2 separate regions of the Sus scrofa genome follow, and region 2 is linked to region 1. The links are chromatin contacts, called in public promoter capture Hi-C maps. All regions are on one chromosome and are shown on one strand. Each heading gives the region's core, a stretch centred on a gene start, on an enhancer-like site or on the middle of the called end of the contact. The rest is flanking DNA. Distances are from core to core; before and after follow the strand shown.

Evidence for each region. Promoter capture Hi-C pulls out the DNA fragments that hold promoters and counts their contacts.
Region 2: a promoter capture Hi-C map of liver shows a contact between it and region 1, with 9 times the contacts expected there. The contact joins the promoter of LOC110259471 here to the promoter of FAM111B in region 1. A contact is called at or near these places in 3 of 5 promoter capture datasets (fetal liver, fetal skeletal muscle and liver), 20 of 47 Hi-C or Micro-C datasets (alveolar macrophages, brain, embryonic fibroblasts and 10 more) and 2 of 2 datasets of contacts at active chromatin or transcription factors (alveolar macrophages and skeletal muscle).

The regions. Positions count from the first base shown.
Region 1 is chr2:12,278,128-12,280,639 of Sscrofa11.1, reverse strand. FAM111B (protein FAM111B) reads left to right here and starts at 1,254. Exons shown (of 4, transcript XM_003353861.3): 1 at 1,254-1,451; 2 at 1,749-1,798. It overlaps GLYATL2 (glycine N-acyltransferase-like protein 2), which reads right to left and starts at 547. Exons shown (of 8, transcript XM_005660879.3): 1 at 434-547.
Region 2 is chr2:12,471,669-12,474,180 of Sscrofa11.1, reverse strand. It overlaps LOC110259471 (macrophage-expressed gene 1 protein-like), which reads right to left and starts at 1,254. Exons shown (of 1, transcript XM_021084736.1): 1 at 1-1,254. The coding sequence starts at 1,254.

The DNA.
Region 1 (2,512 bases), core at 5-2,504:
TCAGAAACATCAGGCAACATCAACAGCACCCTCCCCTACGCCTCTTACTTTTCATAACTTTTTTTTAACATCTCCAGTCTACAAAGAAATGAGAATCAGCAAGTCCCCTTGGGCAAAAATTTGTCCTCCTTCTGTGTATGTTAGTACCGGTCACTTGTACCACTTTAAGATGATTTAAAGAAGAGCCGTGATTTGATCAAATTATCATAGTTTTTCTCTTTTCTTCCAGCCTTTTCATATTATTTTTACAATTACACTTCTAAGGTTCACTCTGTCCAAACCCCACTGAGCACCTGGAATTTAAACAATGATCACAGTTGCTCTGTATATAGTTTACATTAAGTCCAGAAAAGCTGTCAGTAGTATCCCAACACCATCAGTCTTTACATAAACATCCATTCTACTTCAAAAGGAAGGGTTACTCATCACCTACCAGTTCTATTTTCCCCTTCTTTGACCAGCTTCTCAAAAATAGCATCCAAAACGAAGGCACCCCCTCCTGTTCAGTTTCTTAAACGGTAAAATGTTTTCTCAAGCCCACTTTTTGGTCATCAGTTGGAAGATGGGTAACGCTGCAGCCCCCTTAGGACTGGAAATTTCTAATGCACGTTCTGGGAACCGAGAGGGCAGCTGCTGGTCTCTTCCTCCTGGTTGGAGAGTTTCTGTGCAACAGCCTCTAGATGAAGTTGTCACTTTTGCGGGGGACACCAAGTCTGCCGCCTGCTTTGGGCCACTTCATGCGCTGGAAGCTGGCGAAGTGTACGGCCACAACCCCGCAGGTTCCGGGCCAGGAGCCTCTCCTGGGAAGCTCAGTCCACTGCTGCTGCCCATCCTGGAGTGGCTGAGGGGATGCGATGGCCGCTCACTCAGCTTCAGCGACCAGGCTGTTGGGCCTGCTCTTCCGACTCCGGGGCTCACCGTTCCCACCCCAAGCCGCCACTGTGTAATTTGACCCTCGGGCAGAACGCTCCTCCCTCTACCGCCCCTCGCTAGCTCAGCAACTCTCCCGACTACAATAGATGCAGATTTGGCGGGCAGGGATGAAGGGAAATAACTGCTCCAAGTTTGACCCGGAACAAGGAAGCTGGCTGTGGACCTAGGGTGGGAAGGGAATGGATGAACAGGACCGGGGCGGGGTAATCACGGCCATCTGCGCGGCTGGGCACGTCTCTCCCCGTTACCCCGCGTGATGCAGTCCACACCCATCTTTTTCTGGCACCCGCTCAGAGGCCGGAATCGGCCAATCGGCTTCCAAAGTGGATGAGTGTCTGTCGGAAGAGCGCAGACAGCCTCTGCAGCTTCCCGCCCGACGGTCTACTCCCTGGCGCATTGCTCGCTTTCACTTGCTAGGGTGAACATTCCAGGAAGCCTCAGCGAAGCGCCGTCATCGCCCCTCTTCTGGATCCCAGCAAGGCTGGCACAGACACTGTTGGGGCAGATTCACAGCTTCTGTGAGTGGCTCCTCCGGTGGGAGTTCTTAGGGGATGGTTGTCAAGGGCGCTAGCTAGAAGGATCTCAGTCCAGATCCTAGGAGGTTTTGGAGGGAGAGGGACTGAGGCATCCTCCCGTTGTGGTAAACCACTCCCCAGCCTCAAGAGTTTTACACCTGGAAAGGCTTTGAGATAGTCTAGGTAGCTGTTCCAACCGAGGTGCGGTGGGGCTTTGGAGGGAGGGAGGGGGGCGCATGTAAGTTCCTTGGAAGTTACTGTTCCATCGATTTTGCCTACTTTTGTCCGTTTTGCTTTCAGACTGGAGGGTAAATCCGGTCCCTGGCACTTTATTTGGCCAGACGTCTAAGGTAATAACTGTCTTAATATTCTCGTCTCCTAGTTCTGTCAGCTGTGTCCACTTCTGGATCTGTTCCTTTTCACTAATTTTTCTCCTCATTGTGGATCATATTTTCCTGCTTCTTTTTTATGCCTGGTAATTTTTGACTGGACATCAAGCATTGCCGATTTCACATGGGGGGGGGGTGTTCAAGAAATGCTTCTATTCTCATCAATATTCTAGAACTTCCTTCTAGTGCACAGTTTGGAAACAGAGTCATCCTTCCAAGCCTTGCTTTTAAACTTTGTCAGGTGAGACCAGAGTGGCCTTTATCTAGGACTAATTTTGTCCTATTGAGTGTAGAGGCAATACCTTTCTGAAGAGACTGCCTGGTATATTATGAATTATGAAGTTTTCTAGTTTGCCTTTGGGAAACAGAAACTATTCTCAACCCTGTATGGGCTTCAGAATTGTTCCTTTTTTTCCTGTTGGGCAGTTCTTCTCCTGGCTTCTAGCAGTTTCTTACACTCATGCACTGAGCAATATTAAGCTGCAGTTTCAAGGGAAGGGAACCCAGTACAGATCTGCCACACTTCCTCCATCTGGGCAGCTGTAGCTTTCTAGTACTCTTCTCTACAAACTCTAGCCCCCTGGGCCCTCCGTGACTCTTAGTTTCTCTTCTCAACTCAAGGAAACTGACAGGCTCTGCTTGTGTCCCGCTTCCCTGACACACAGCCTGGAAACA
Region 2 (2,512 bases), core at 5-2,504, 190 kb before region 1:
CAGGGCGCTGGCTGTGTAATTGGCCGGGCAAGAGGCTTTGCCGGTGAGCGGGTTTGCGATGCGATAGGGCTGGCAGAGGTCCTTGGCATCCTTCCCGGACACCACCTGGCACTCCTGGAAGACGCCGCCGAAGGGGAAATTGGCACGGTGGCTGCTTTTGCACGAGCCGTCGTCTACATTGGCCTGGGGGTCAAAGCCGGGCTCCCCGAGCTTCAAGCATCCCGGATGCGTGTTGACCGCGTAGTAGCGCTTGATGGCGTTTTGCACGGCGGCCGCCAGGCGTCGCACGGCGGGCGCTGGGAGTTGGGGCAGCGATTCAGGCAGGAGCAGCTCGGGCAGAGGCAGGCCCGATCTGCCGATGGCCACCAGCCGGTTGCCAATGCTCTCCTGCCATTTCTGCAGGGTAATGCCGGGGTAGAAGGGCACGCCGCCGTGGCTGTGAATCTTGGAGGCCACCGTGCCCCGCACATAGTCCTGCAGGAGCTGGTTCTGCTTCTGCCAGGAGGCTTCGGCTGCAAAGTTGACCTTTTTGAAAAACAAGGCCGAGGCAGCAAGGGTGATGTTGATCTTGTTTTGGGTTATCCCCTCCACCAGCTCCCTCCTCACCTGGTCCTCCTGCACCAAGGTAGCTCCGACTTCCATATCAGTGAGGACGTGCGTACCGAACCTGAACACTAGCATATCCGCCAGGTACTCGGCCTCGTGGGTCTGGTTGTTCTCCAGGTATTCGCTGAGGGTCAGCAGATGCTGCAGAAAGGCGGGGTGGAAGTCGGGACTCTCGGAGGCCTTCACAGAGTAGATGTGGTGGCGGATCTGCACCCGCATCGTGACGGTCTTGTACTCCAGGTTGTACTTCTTGACCTGCTGGCACTCCGTGGAGAACTTCCCATTGATTTTGGAGAGGAAGGAGACCTCAGCGTTGATGGAGGCCGCCCAGATGTCGGTGTAGTTGACCCAGTTGTCAATGAGTTCCGCGCGGGACTCCACGACACTCTCCCGCCGCGGCACCACACTCATCTGGTCGGGGATGAGGTACTCGCCGTCCTCGGAGGTGAGGCATTGCGAATAGTCTCGCCTCAGCACCTGCTCCAGCTCCACGTTGCGCAGGTTGTCCCAGCCAGCTCCTGGCAGGGCGCCCAGCACTGACACATTCAACATCTGCTTGCAGCTTTGGAAGCCGTGCAGTCCCTGTTCGCCCATGCCACTGTGTGCGGCCAAGAGGAAAAGCAGCAGGGGCGCAAGGAACAGGGCCATGGCTGGAGAAGAGCTTCGCCTGTGCTCCTCCGGTCTTGGGGTCCCTTTGGAGAAGTCCCTGGCTTGGGAGCTAAATATGCCCAGAGCCTCTAGTCAGGGACTCGGCCCACCTCAGGCCCCTCCCCTAGAAACAGCCCCTTTTCAGGCCCCTCTCTTAGAGATCTTTAGAGGACAGAGGGAAAGTAGATCTCTTATCAGAAGAACAAGGGGAATGAAACTGATTCCAAGCTTTGGGTCAGGGAAGGGGGTCATTAAACTGCTGAAGAGGTCATTGCCCCAAGGCTATCTTGAATTCATCAAGGGAATTCCCGTTGTGGCTCCGTGGGATCAAGAACTGGACTAGTGTCCATGAGGATTTGGGTTTGATCTCTGGCCTTGCTTAGTGGGTTAAGAATCTGGTGTGGCTGCAAGCTGTGGTGTAGGTTGCAGATGTGGCTCAGTTCCTGTGTTGTCATGGCTGTGGTATAGCCTGGCAGCTGCAGCTCTGATTCCACTCCTAGCCTGGGAACTTCCATATGCAGCAGCAGGTGTGGCCCTAAAAAGACAAAAAAAAAAAAAAATCAAAACTTCTCTACTGAAAACCTGGTGTTTTAGTCCCTCCTTGGGTCCTGGCCACAGGATGCAGTAGAGTCCTGTTACGTAAGTTTCAAGCTCAGGCTGGGTGAGAAAATAGCCCAGGAAAACTGGGTCTCTCCCTGGTTGACCAGTCAGCTGGCAGACACTGTGGCTGGAGGTCACATTCACTCCCGGCTGATGTCTTTGTGGGCCTTCAGCAGATATTCCAGAAAAGAGCCCCTTTCTGGACAAGGGCAGGCTTAGGGCAGCTCTAAAATAAATAAGTAAATAAATAAAACAGGGTTGGCAGTGCCGGTGCTCCAGAGCCTTGGCATATGGTCAGGACAGAACTTCTCAAGGGGGTGTCACACACTCCACAGACAGTCTGGGGCCCAAGAATTTTTCTGCTCCTATTCCATCTGCTTAGAGCTCTCCAGGGCTTTTCTCCCCTTGAGATCAGCAGCTGCTCTTACCCTGGGCTAGTGCTTTATAATTCTATTGTAACCTCTCCTTGGTTTCTTCCTACACAGTAGGAAACAGGCCGAGAGAAGTCTGGTAAAGTACCCATGGTCACAGGTAGGTAGACAGTGGAACTAGCATTTGAATCCAGGTTCATCCGAGGCCAAAGCACACTTTCCATCCATGGATCTGAGCTTGGGGCTTCTTCCTCTTCAGTGTCAGGGGCTTCTTGATTTCTGTCTCT